Linked DNA regions of Sus scrofa: regions 1 and 2 are each linked to region 3. A link is a contact called in public Hi-C and HiChIP or PLAC-seq data. All regions are on one chromosome and are shown on one strand. Each heading gives the region's core, a stretch centred on a gene start, on an enhancer-like site or on the middle of the called end of the contact. The rest is flanking DNA. Distances are from core to core; before and after follow the strand shown. Region 1 overlaps LOC110261793 (a long non-coding RNA gene). Region 2 has its middle 7.4 kb from the start of TRNAQ-CUG. Region 3 overlaps SLC24A1 (sodium/potassium/calcium exchanger 1).

Region 1 (4,490 bases), core at 1,770-4,269, 180 kb after region 3:
TTTGCAGGCACATGGATTTTGAGGAGAAAAAATCCACAGAGACATCCTCTTCCCTTCTCAAATGAGAGACAACTACACTTACAGGCCTTTTATACAATGGTTGCTAGAAAGTAGTTGACATTTTAGCCAAGTGATGTTTATACTATGGTTGATTCAAAACACAGGTGGAGGAAACATTGTGCTTTTCTACTTTCTTGCAAAATACTGAGACACCTAGTGGGCACAACATGAAAACGTCTTTATGGAAAACGGTGAGTTCAATCAATACTCAGGTAAATGATATTCAATAAATGCCTCAATGCTTAATTCTACAAAGTATTCTTACTAGAGAAATACCCGGAGCCAGGATTCAGACCAACTATTGACTCATATTGGATTATCAAGCTACATTATTACCATATATTTTACAGCGCTTGATCATTTTCAGAGTCCTTTAAACACAAAGTTTCTTTCCATAATAGTACAGTAGTCTCCCCCACCAGACTGTGGGCTCCCTGAGGGTATAAGCCACCCTAGTTTCCTCCCAGTGCTAGCTCGGTATCTAATATATCAAAATCAGAGGCTGAGCAAAGTTTGATGAGCTCAATTCAAGAGGTGGGATAATTTTTGCGTGTGTGTGTGTGTGTGTGTAAAACAAAAGCTCAGAGAGTAGAGATAGTTGCCCTCCAGCTAAATACGTAGACAAGCTAGCTGTGAACCACAGCCTGAACCCCTTGACTTTTGCCCTTGCCCAAACTGACCATGTGGGAAAGCCCCCTTGCTCACAGTTTATGAAAGCCCATTGGCTTTCTCCTCTGACTTGCATTAGTAGCATCCATCTTTATTCTGTTGCTGCAGACATTTTTGGAAGCTCATAATGTTTAAGTCAGAGGTGGTCAATCCATGACCGATGTGAGGCCCCATCGGGAGACCTTCCCCAGAGGATTTTCCATGTTAGGTTAACTGGTATCAGAGTCCTTTTTCATCTTATAGTGGGGTTTGTGCATTTCCAACTTTATAGATCACATGTTTAATCAGCTAGCCTAGATGGAGTAATTTACTTATGTTACCAAGACTTAGCTAAGGGACTTGTAAATCCTAAGGTGTCCCTGGCTGGGCTTTGCCTTTCGAAAGCAACTTATTAAAAATATTTGAGAGTTTCTTGATGGCCTAGAGGGTTAAGGACCCAACATTGTCACTGCTGTGGTTAAGGTTCGATCCCTGGCCCAAGGACTTCTACATGCCACCAGCAAAGCCAAGAAAAAAAAAAAATCTTTATCACATAGTATATAAAAGTGTAAAAATTCCTGGGAGATCATCTGGGTCATTGTTTCTCAAACCGGGGTTTGTGGACCTTCGGGAGTTCTACTCATGAGTTCTTGGGGTCTAGAAGTTCTCTATGAATATTTAAAATTTTAGATATCTGTGCTGTGATCTTTTAAAGTTAATATAAATGCCTTCTAAATCACCTAGCCAGCCACTTCATAAGTGGATCTGAACGCAAGGATTTACTATCCCACACAGAATATTTATCTTGGTACCTGGTAATCAACTAAAATAATACTATGTAACTTTTTTAAAAATTGAGAGAGATATAATTCCCACAACCATAAAATCCATCCTTTTGGGAGTTCCTGTCGTGGTTCATCAGAAACCAATCTGACTAGCACCCATGAGGATGCAGTTTCCATCCCTGGCCTCACTCACTGGATTAAGGATCCAGCATTGCTGTGAGCTGTGGTGTAGGTTGCAGATGCGTCTTGGATCTGGCATTGTTGTTGCTGTGGCATAGGCCAGTGGCTACAGCATGGATTTGACCCCTAGCCTGGGAACTTTCATATGCCTTGGGTATGGCTCTAAAAAGAAAAAAAAAATTCCATCCTTTTAAAGTATACAATTCAGTAGTTTTTAGTAAATTCACAAGGTTGATGACTCACAATCATCACCACATGTTTTTGAGGTTCATCCATGTTGTAGCATGTATCAGCCCTTCATTTTTGTTTTATGGCTGAATATTTTCCTGTCGTATCCCATTGGTTTTTTTTGTTTGTTTTGTTTTTGTTTTTTTGTTTTTTTATGTTTTATTTATTTTTTTATTATTACTCAAATGAATTTATCACATCTGTTATATCACATATAGTTGTATTCGTATCCCATTGTTTATTCATTCTTCACTTGATGGACATTTGGTTTACTTCCACTTTCTGACCATCGTGAGTAATGTTCCTATGAGACATTCTAGTTCTGAGTTATAAAAATTCAGGTCTGAGAGTTCCCACTACGACACAGTGGCTTAAGGATCCAAGTTGTCTCTGTAATGGTGTGGGTTCGATCCCCTGCCTGGCTCAGATTAAGGATCTGTCATTGCTGCAGCTGTGGTGTAGGTGGCAGCTACGGTTTGGATTCAATCCCTAGCCCAGGAATTTCATATGCTGTGGGTGCAGCCATGAAAAAAGAAAAATTTCAGGTAACTCTTCAGATATGTTCTTGGGCCCATGACTTCTCAAATTTGAGAAATACTGCCCCAAGATGCCTCCATTGCTTAATAAATGAATTGATCAGGTCTCACAGAGTTAATGGAAGCTTCTGTGATTCGTAGCACAAGCCTGGTGTCTTATCTATCAGACATGGACCTTTTGATTTAGGACCTTCCCAGGTTATCTGGTTTTTGAAGGGTGAGTATCACCATTAGCAGTATAGTTAACCCTTAACTAATAAGTCTGGTGTATGCCCATCCAGTACAGATGCTTGGCAGCTTTTAATTCTCTAAACTCTTGGCCTGAATACCAGTAATATTTCTTCAGGCTAAAAGCCAGCAAAAAGAATCACCTGGCCAAATATCCCCATTCAGCCTGCTTTTCTCCAAGTGGCCTCCCAGGGGAGCTCTGTGGACAAACAAAGCTTGTTGACCTAGTTTGAAGGCCTGGAAAATTATCATGTGAGTCACTGGGACAACAGAGCTAAGTGCCAAGCCCTTGAGAAACTATACACACAGGTTTCCAGTGTCATTTGTGTCCCAGTAGGGTGGGACCTGGAATCCCAGGGAGCTGGCCCCTTTTCACCCAGCTGCTCCTCCAAGTGGTTTCCAAGCTCCTTGGCTCTGTGCATGGTGCTGCAGAGGCCCATTCCTGTTTTGCTCCCAGTGGGCTTTGACTCCAGCACTTCAGAAAGTGACAGCTCAGTTGTAGGAAAGCAAAACAAACCCAGATCTTAGAGGAAGACATGTAGTGTTGTTTGGAGCAAGGCCACAGGCTCTCTCTGGGAAGGAAGTGCTGAAACAGCTATAAAACTTTCAAATTAAAGACCAGGCATCCAGAGGTAGTATTTTAAAATAATACACGAGTGAGGCTGGGCCTTGCAAAAGAGCACCTCCAAATTACGTAAGGGGTGTTTTATAATGTTCTGAAGATGCTACTTCCCAAATTACACAAAGAGCTGGAGAAACATGGCCAGAAAAAGCAATGCAGGTAAAACTTGTTACATTTACATAGGGTGGACAGTTTGCAGCTTAGATAGTTTGATGTCAGAAACAGTGCTGAAAGCTTTACTAGTCCTCAAATAGCTCTCCCATGGGTATAAAGAACTACTGGGGAAAGGTGAGTACCAAAATTGGGGCTTCTCAATATCCAGTACAGCCTGAGGACAGGGGGGTAGGTATTGACAGCAACAGCTGAGGAGAAAGGTCACCCCTGACCTTTATCTTTTCTTTCTTTCCTTCTTTCTTTTTAAAAGCAACATCTTATTCCAAGACTTATTCTAGAGTGTTATTTTTTATTTTTGGTTTTTTTTTTCTTTTCTAGGGCCACACCTGCGGCACATGGAGGTTCCCAGGCTAGGGGTCTAATCGGAGCTACAGCTGCCGGCCTATGCCACAGCCACAGCAACTTATTCTAGAGTCTTAATCATCAGGAGAATGCAGTTTTAACACATAAGTTGATCCAGGATTGAATAATTGTATAAATTCATGTTTGGTGGGTGTTTTAAGAGAGTGACTGCCTGAAAAATTCCTCCCTCTGTAGGAATGGCACCTGAAGTCTCTCTCCTTCATGGTTTTGGAGGATTAACTTTTGTGCCTGGAGTAACTAGAAGACCATTTGATTACCCAGTTTTTGGTCTCTTTAGCCCACTGCTCTCTCTCCCTCACTTCTGACTTTCTCCCTTTATCCTTTGTGCTTCTGTCTACTTCTGACAGATCTGGCAAAAATACAGCAGATTTGCAGAAACAGGCTGTTCACTTCCCACCCTGGTGCTGTCACTGCAGATTGCTTCAGAGCTGCTGTCTCCTGGGCTTGGACAACGTGTCAGCATCCGTCTTTGTCATCACAATCCCGGTGTTGCCCTGGGTGCTGGGTGCCTTGCAGAGCCAGCAGGCCAGCCCCAGGCATGCCCTCTGGGTATTTTGGCAGAAGACTGAAGGGGAACTAGAGAGACTGTTCAGAATTAGACAATAAAGATAAAAGAGGGGCAGAATCAGGCAAAGGTAAGTATTTCATGTGTCAAACTGTATCTTC
Region 2 (4,337 bases), core at 776-3,275, 210 kb after region 3:
GGGCTATTTCCACTTTTTGCTGTTACAAATAAGTCTGCTATAAACATTCATGTACAGCTTTTTCTATGTATATATGCTTTTATATCTTTCAAATAAATACATAAGAGCAGATGGGTCATAGAGTAATTATAACTCCGTTCTAAGCTTTGGCTCTATGTCTAAAAATGTCACCTTAATCTTCTTTTTTTGCTCGCCCTAACCAATTTAGTATTGTGGTATTATTTTTTAAATACTAAAAGGGTTATATTTTTTCCCCAAATGATTGAGAAACGAAAGATGAGATTCTGGTGGTCAGCTAGATTTTTCTTTTTTTTTTTTTAATGGCTGTACTTACAACATATGGAAGTTCCCCAGGCTAGGGGTTGAATGGGAGCTGCAGCTGCTGGCCTATGCCACAGTCATAGTAACACTGGATCAGAGCCATGTCTGCGACCTACACTGCAAAGCCAGATCCTTAACCTGCTGAGCGAGGCCAGGAACTGAACCTGTATCCTCCTAGAGACAACATTGGGTCTTTAACCTGCTGAGTCATAATGGGAAGTCCAATTTTTCTTTCTTTTTTTTTTTTTTTGAGTGATCATGGCTCTCATCCACATGGGGGATTGAATGGGGTCCCATAATGCCAAAGCCAGTTCACTCTTCTGGGAGGCAATAGTCAACACAAAAAAGCGGGATAGGAGTGTGGGGGCAGAAGGGGACTGCCAATGGGTAGTCATCCAAAGAAATTATTTGGTAATTGTGGAATTTCAGAGGTCATGGGGGTATCATTTCTGGGCTGGGTGTGGATGAGGATGAGCAAGCTGACTTTGGTCTAAAAAGCCAGCTAGCCCACAGGAGTTCTTGGAGGGTATCAGGAAAAGGCAAATGGTCCAGAACGACAGGGATCCTGGGAAGACTAAGGAAATCATATAAGCCCACCCTAATCTTCTGCAACAATCTGCCCCCCCCCCCGCCTTTTTAGGGCTGCCCCTGCAGCATATGGAGGTTCCCAGGCTAGGGGTCCAATAGGAACTGTATCCACCAGTCTACGCCACAGCCACAGCCACAGCAGATCTGAACTGTGTCTGTGACCTAAACCACAGCTCACAGCAACACCGGATCCTTAACCCACTGGGCAAGGCTAGGGATCAAACCTGCAACCTCATGGTTCCTAGTGGGATTCGTTAACCACTGAGCTACGAGAGGCACTCCAACTATCTGCCCTTTTATCCTGACCTTCTGCTTCCTGTTTTTGTCCATTATAAAAAACCTGAGATCCAGTTCATTTTAGTTTTATGTGTGTGTTAAAATATACATAACATAAAATTTACCATTTTAACCATTTTAAGTAAGTTAGTGGCATTTAGTACATTTATGATGTGCCTCCATCAGCACTATCTACTTCCATAATTTTTAATCATCCCAAATGGAAACTCTGTATCAAATAAACAAAAGCTCCCTATTCCCTTTCTAGTCTCTTAAGAATTTACTGATTCTAGGTATCTCATATAAGTGGAATCATATAGTATTTATTCTTTTCTTCCTGGCTCATTTCACTTAGCATAATGTTTTCAAGATTCCTTCATGTTGTAGCATGTATCAGAATTTCATCAGAGTTCCTGTCATGGCTCAGTGGAAATGAATCTGACTAGCATCCATGAGGATGCAGGTTGGATCCCTGGCCTCGATCAGTGAGTTAAGGATCTGGAGTTGCCATGGCTGTGACATAAGCCAGCGGCTACTGTTCTGATTCAACCCCTAGCCTGGGAACCTCCATATGCCTTGGGTACGGCCCTAAAAAACAACAACAAAAAAAGCGCAAAAAACAAAGAAATGAAAAAGAATTTCATTCCTTATTAAGGGTGAATAATATTCCACTATTAGTATATAACACATTCTGTTTATCCATTCATCTGTGATGGAACTTTTGTCGTTTCCACCTTTGGCTCTTGTGAATAATATTGCCATAAATGTTGGAATACATGTATCTGAGTCTGTACTTTCACTTCTTTGCAGTAGAATTGCTGTGTCATATAGTAATTGGATATGTAATTTTGTTAAAACCACTAAACTTTTTAGCACAGCAGTTGCACCATTTTACATTCTCACCAGCAGTGTACAAGGTTTCCAATTGCTTCACATCCTCTCCAACAGTTTCTTATTTTCTGTTTCATTTTGTTTTCTTTTTTAATAAAAGCTGTCCTAATGAGTGTGAAGTGGTATCTCATGTGGTTTCATTTGCATTTCGTTAATGACTAATGATGTTCAGCATCTTTTCACATGCTTATTGGCCATTTGTAAGTCTTTGGAGAAATGTCTGTTCAAGTCCTTTGCCTGTTTTTGAATTCGTTTGTTGCCTTATTGTTGTTTCTTTATTATTGTTGAGTTGTAGGAATTCTTTATATGTTCTGAATAGTAATTTTTTTTTCTTTTTTCTTTTGCTTTTTAGGACCACACCTGCAGCATATGGAATTTCCCAGGCTAGGGGTTGACCTATACCGCAGTTCACAGCAACCACCAGATCCTTAACCTGCTGAGTGAGGCCAGGGATTGAACCTGCATCCTGGAGGATACTAGCTGGGTTCTTAACCCATTGAGCCACAATGGGAACTCCTAGTCATTTATCATGTATATGATTTGTAAATAGTTTCTCTATTCTGTGAGGTATCTTTTCACTCTCTTTATGTCATTCCTTTTAATTTTTGAAAGATAACTGTGCCATATAATTCTATGAGTACCAAACCTAAAAGGCTAGAATATGTCAAGAGTAAACTGTTAAAACAAAAGTTAGAAGTTATTCTGATTCAGATTTTATGCTACAGGAAAAACACCTATGATTGATGGAGTTCCCATTGTGGCACAGGGGAAACAAATCTGACTAGTATCCATGAGGATGCAGGTTGGATCCCTGGCCTCACTCAGTGGTTTAAGGATCTGACATTGCCATGAGATGTGGTGTAGGTCACACATGCCACTCAGATCATGCATTGCTGTGGCTGTGGCTGTGGCCAGTAGTATAGCTCTATTTAACCCCTAGCCTGGGAACTTCCATATGCCACATGTTCAGACCTAAAAAGCAAAAAGAAAAAAAAAAAGGAAAAAAAATCTTTGAGCTACATAGCATTTGATAATAAATAATAAGCTGTTTGTGGGAGTTCCTATTGTGGTGCAGTACGTTAAAAGGGTCTGGCATTGCTGAGGTTGCAGCTTGGATTTAATCCTTGGCCTAGGAACTTCCATGTACTGCAGGTGCGCCCATTTAAAAAAAAAAAAAAAGGACTTTTCTTAATACACATGTACTTTATATATTTATATACAAATACAAATAATTTAGGTATAATTTGCCATTATATATACCAGTATATATATTTACCATTTCTTTAATTATATTTACCAGTATATATATATTTATCATTTCTTTCTTTAAGACTAGTTGGTGCTGTTGTGACTATGATCAGACAATCAGTTGAGACTTTCCTGATCTTGTGTACAATTTGTTACCTTAAATATATCCAGTAGAAGATACCTTAGAAATCTATACATAGAACTTCCATATGACCCTGCAATCCCACTCTTGGGCATCTATCCGGACAAAGCTCTACTTAAAAGAGACACATGCACCCGCATGTTCATTGCAGCACTATTCACAATAGCCAGGACATGGAAACAACCCAAATGTCCATCGACAGATGATTGGATTTGGAAGATGTGGTATATATACACAATGGAATACTACTCAGCCATAAAAAAGAATGACATAATGCCATTTGTAGCAACATGGATAGAACTAGAGAATCTCATCCTGAGTGAAATGAGCCAGAAAGACAAAGACAAATACCATATGATATCACTTATAACTGGAATCTAATATCCAGCACAAATGAACATCTCCTCAGAAAAGAAAATCATGGACTTGGAGAAAAGACTTGTGGCTGCCTGATGGGAGGGGGAGGGAGTGGGAGGGATCGGGAGCTTGGGCTTATCAGACACAACCTAGAATAGATTTACAAGAAGATCCTACTGAATAGCATTGAGAACTTTGTCTAGATACTCATGTTGCAACAGAACAAAGGGTGGGGGGAAAAATGTAATTGTAATGTATACATGTAAGGATAACCTGACCCCCTTGCTGTACAGTGGGAAAATAAAAAAATTTAAAAAAAAAACAAAATGCAATAAATAAATAAATAAATAAATAAATAAATATATTCAGTAGAAAAGATAAAAAGCACAGAAAACAAATCTCATCACTTCATTAGGTCAGTTTACTTTTCTCTCTCAAAAAAATTCTTTATTGTGAAACAAACCTAATGCCATTACAAAAAAAAAAAAAAGATTGCCTGAAACTGATATATAAA
Region 3 (4,532 bases), core at 1,508-4,007:
CATTATGAGGGAGTCAGGGGATCTGTTCAGCATATCCACAGTGCCCGCCCCCCATATTCAGATTGGTTATTTCCACTTTAATTCATTTGTATGTTTGTTTGTTCGTTAGTTCATTCATTCAACAGTGTGTATCCAAGCATTCAGACCTCTCCCATCCTTCAAAGATGACACAAATCTTACCTACTTTCAGAAGGCTTCCCTGTCCATCCCAGAACAGAAGCTTCATCTGTGCCTCTCATCTCTTCAGTCATATTCTGCTTTGTCATGTATTGGCATTATCATTAGTCTCACTTCCTTTCTGTAATTAGAATCCATGTCCTAAACATCTCTGTATCCCTACAGTACTAGTACAGTGCCAGGTAAACAACAGGTGCTTGGGAAATAACTGAATGAATGAAGAAATTGGATGGATTAGTAGGTGGGTGGCCCTGGATCAGGCAGTATTTTCTATATTTTCTGATTAGGCAGAGAAGGGAGTGTAGCAAGTCCAGTTCTGGCTGTGGAGGTTGGTGGAGTGGGAGAGGCAATGGGAAGGTAAAGACAATTATGAGGGGCAGCCATTAGTGACCCTGCTGCCTGAAGATGGCGCTGGAGGTCACTTGGGCGTATCTACTCATTCAGCTCTCCTTTACTGAACTTGTACTCTGTGCTAGACACTATGCCACAGCTCAGGGGAACAGAGGTGACTATATCATAGTTCAAAAAAACATGGAGTCTAACTGGGTAGTCAATATATATGAACAGTTTTTTTTTTTTTTAAAGTTTGAATGGTATTACAAGACAGTAAATGTGAAGTGGCAAGCTCATGGTCCATTTAGAAAGTACTGTGGGGAGTTCCCATCGTGGCACAGTGGTTAACGAATCCGACTAGGAACCATGAGGTTGCGGGTTCGATCCCTGGCCTCTCTCAGTGGGTTAATGATCCGGCGTTGCCGTGAGCTGTGGTGCAGGTCGCAGATGCGGCTCGGATCTCGCGTTGCTGTGGCTCTGGCGTAGGCCAGTGGCTACAGCTCCAATTCGACCCCTAGCCTGGGAACCTCCATATGCCGCGGGAGCGGCCCAGGAAATGGCAAAAAGACTAAATAAATAAATAAATAAATGGGAAGGAAAAAAAAAAAACCATTAAAAAAAAAAAAAAGAAAGTACTGTGGACTTAATGATTCTTTATCTTGGATTTTCTAGGGCTCGCCCCTTCCCCAGCTAGCTGCCCTATAGCTTCCCCAGAACACTAGCACTTATTTAATTATGGAGCTACATTTTGGTACCACAAAATGTGTCACTGTCGTTACACAACTTTGAGGAGAGAAGTATTGTACAGAACTGGAGTGAGGGTTGGGGTAGTGGCAACAGGGACCATTCTGGAGGGCTTTATTAAGAATTCACCCTGAATTTTCTGAAAAATTGGTAGGCATAGGGGAATGAAGAAGGCATTTAGGCAGAGGGGAAAAGCATGAACAAGGGACCAGGAGTTGCAATCAATCAGGTATATATAGGAGACCATTCATTCATTCATTCAACCAGTGTTTATTGAACCCTTGCTAAGTGCTGGGCAGTGTTCTCATGCTTGACATACAAGCCTGTGTCATGAATGAAATGGACAGTCTGCCTTCAAGAATTTAGTGGGGAAGTCAATTTATTTGTGTTTGTCAACCTAAAAATAATGTACTAATAAATTGGGGAACGTGCTATGAAGGAAAAGAACAGGAGTCCAAAAAAGAGAATTAGATGGATGGGTGCCTTAGCTTCCCAGAGGAAGGTGACATGTAAATAGAGCCCTGGAACATGGGAAGTGGAGAAAAGAGGGTTCAAAACAGAGGAGGAGGGACCATGTGATGAGGGTTTTGAGGTGGGTAAAGAGGATGGCACATTTGAGGGACTGAAAGACAACTGTAGCTGGTGTTACTGGACCTTAGTGAGTGGACATATTTGGGAATACTGCATGCAGGCTGAAGCCAGATTGCATAAGGCCAGGCTGGGGGTTTAGACATGTGAAGACATTTCCTGAGACCAGGTTATCTCTGGTTGTGTTTCTGTGTTCCAACATAAGGGCCCCCTGGAAAGAGAGGGAAGTGAGGCGGAAGGGTGAGGGTCTCTCTAAACATCTTGTGATTCCTGTCCATGTTTGCAGCTGGGCGATGGGGCAGTTGTGGTGGATGAGCAGCAGAATAACAAGAAGCTAAAGGTGGGTGTCATGTGGAGTCGACCCAATGGGGGCATTGGAGGATCTCAGAGGATGACCACAGACCTGGGGTACTGTGGCCCTGATGCTGGGAATCCTGGGCTGGGCTCAGGCCTAGGAAGCTCCTGGAAATGCTGCTAGAGTGAGCCAGGGAAGGCACCAGCTCCTTTGTCAGAGGGACTGTCACCTCCAGGTGGCCTTGGAGGAGATGCTAGTTTGGGAGCTAATTAAGTCCAGAATGTCACTGCTCACTCTGTCACGGGCTTGCTGTGTGAGCTTGGGCCTCAGATTCTGCATAAGTAAAATGACTGATCAAGTCCCACTTCATAGCCCCAGCATTCTGTGATTGATCTAAAAGCCCAATTACCTGTGGCTTTGGAATGCCCTCAGAACTAAGAGAAACAGATGAGGGGTGTTGTGGGAGTGGAGCATCTGAGGTTTCTGAAAAATGTGTTAGCTGCTTTGGACCTATGGGAGGCATTTGGGAAGAAGTATGCAGACCTTAGAAGAAGCTGGGGCCTGAATGAAACCCCACTCCAATGAAAATCCCTGCCTGTTGTGAACTGTTATATCACCATAGCCACTAGATGGCAGAAGAGTTCAGATCCAGAGGGTTGTTGGGGAAGGAGGGAGGAGGGACCCAGCCAGCAGTTTGTCTATCTTTGGACGTTCCCTTGTAAATCAGGTGCTGTTTCTATGTGTGTTACTATTGTTTAAAAAAAAATCAGGGTAAATTTAAAGATAAAATTGGCTTTATTCAATGATTCGTGAGTTGGGCAGCATCCCATTTGGCAAATAGAAAAGAGCTCCAGATTGTGTCAGGCAAGGTCACCTTCCTTTAGTGGCCAGCAGGGGTCTAATTGGGTAGATTACTCACTGGTGTGCTTACATGTAATCACTGGAGAGGCTGAAACTGCAGTTAGGTCAGGTATTTTACATCTCAGTTTGGTGATGTGGGCAGAGCACAAGTGACTCTACTTGGGGGCCTCTTGTCTCTTTTTGTAATACTGTGAATGAGTGTGTGTCACATCTGTGTGTCTGCCCATATAGATGTGTGTATGTATGTGCCTTTGAAGGTCTCTTGAGCACGTGGGAAGAAAAGAAAGGGCTGTAATCAGAAGACCTCGGTGCTGGTCTTGACTCATTCATTTATGCCTTACGTGACCTTTGATAAGCCACCCAGCCTTGTAGGGTTGTCATTGCTTTTTCTATAGATGGGAATTATAGCCTTGCTTCTCTCTGGGGGTGGGACAGTGATAAAGCACCATGACGATTTTTGTGGACTGTGAGGGGCCGTGCCCACTCACAGCGGGTCTGTTTTTGAGGTGTGTGGCGGGGTGTGGGCTTTGAGGGTGTACTCACAGGGAAGGACAGACCTTGGTACTGTGGTGACCTTGGTGCACCTTGTCTGTTCCCTATTAAGAGCTCGTGAGATTACTTGGTATGTAGAATTAGCCAGTCATGGCAGAGTTGAGGGAAGGCTGAGAAAGAAAGCACTGTTGAGGTGAAAGAAGAGAGGGGGCCAGGCTAAGACTGAGGCCTGATCTCTACGGGATGAGGCAGGGTTAGTGAGGCCCTTGTGTGGCTCCTCCCCTGGCTGGGGCAGGGCCCCACTGAGGCCTGCGTGGCTCTCTCCTGCTCAGCTTCCATCTGTGCTGACCCGAGGGAGCAGCTCGGCCTCTCTGCACAACAGCACCATCCGAAGCACCATCTACCAGCTTATGCTCCACAGCCTGGACCCTCTGGGGGAAGGTAAGCAAGGCTTCCCCAGACCTGGGTGGTCTCCCTGTCCACGCCTTCCCTCCTGCAGCTGGACAGAAACTGGGGCCTGCAGAACTGAGAGGCTGTGGGTGAACTGAGGGTGAGAGTGGGAAGAGGATTAGAAGAGGAGAGTGGTTGGTAACGGTATAGACAATCTGGGAATACTCACGGGAGAGGGCCCTGAGGAGCCAAGGTCCTGAGGCATCCACGTCTATCTCCCTGTCTCTGTGCCCCTCCTGTAAAACGAAAGAGTTTGTCGGCAGTGAGTGAGGCCGAGAGTGCCCCGTGCCCTGCACTGGTCTCTGTTGGGGCTGCCTAAAGTGACTTCCTGATAAAGCCCATTCCCATGAGTCAGTCCCAGCGTCTCACAGAATCTCCAGCCAGATGCTGTGCTTCAGGCTGACTGGCCAGGCCCACACCTGGGGGACCTTCCATAAGCCCTGTAGCTGGAAGCTCTGAGTGGTACTTCCCTTTGCTCTGTGTTCAGCTCTGGATTCCTAGGAAGCCTGCTGACCCCTCCCTGAGCCAGGAATCCCAAAGGACACCCTGGGGAGCTGCCAGGACCACTTCTGGGAGCAGTGAGGGTCCAAAG

Evidence for each region. A called contact is a pair of places that touch in the nucleus more often than the background predicts. HiChIP or PLAC-seq counts read pairs in DNA pulled down with a chosen protein or histone mark.
Region 1: a contact with region 3 is called in a Hi-C map of skeletal muscle, with 4 times the contacts expected there. The contact joins two enhancer-like sites. A contact is called at or near these places in 2 of 5 promoter capture datasets (fetal liver and liver), 27 of 47 Hi-C or Micro-C datasets (alveolar macrophages, blood, embryonic fibroblasts and 13 more) and 2 of 2 datasets of contacts at active chromatin or transcription factors (alveolar macrophages and skeletal muscle).
Region 2: an H3K27ac HiChIP or PLAC-seq map of alveolar macrophages shows a contact between it and region 3. The contact joins two enhancer-like sites. A contact is called at or near these places in 3 of 5 promoter capture datasets (fetal liver, fetal skeletal muscle and liver), 1 of 47 Hi-C or Micro-C datasets (embryonic fibroblasts) and 2 of 2 datasets of contacts at active chromatin or transcription factors (alveolar macrophages and skeletal muscle).

The regions. Positions count from the first base shown.
Region 1 is chr1:163,821,027-163,825,516 of Sscrofa11.1, forward strand. It overlaps LOC110261793 (a long non-coding RNA gene), which reads left to right. Exons shown (of 4, transcript XR_002346338.1): 2 at 4,172-4,459. Among named protein-coding and RNA genes, the nearest start is that of DENND4A, 33 kb to the left of the region's middle. Within about 2 kb of position 3,020, at least 24 of the 83 cell types and tissues checked have an H3K27ac peak or open chromatin away from gene starts, as enhancers often do.
Region 2 is chr1:163,848,181-163,852,517 of Sscrofa11.1, forward strand. No RefSeq gene overlaps it. Among named protein-coding and RNA genes, the nearest start is that of TRNAQ-CUG, 7.4 kb to the right of the region's middle. Within about 2 kb of position 2,026, at least 2 of the 83 cell types and tissues checked have an H3K27ac peak or open chromatin away from gene starts, as enhancers often do. A contact at or near this core is called in alveolar macrophages, where this site is marked.
Region 3 is chr1:163,639,819-163,644,350 of Sscrofa11.1, forward strand. SLC24A1 (sodium/potassium/calcium exchanger 1) reads left to right here. Exons shown (of 9, transcript XM_021100202.1): 3 at 2,129-2,182; 4 at 3,823-3,931. Among named protein-coding and RNA genes, the nearest start is that of SLC24A1, 39 kb to the left of the region's middle. Within about 2 kb of position 2,758, at least 8 of the 83 cell types and tissues checked have an H3K27ac peak or open chromatin away from gene starts, as enhancers often do. A contact at or near this core is called in alveolar macrophages, where this site is marked.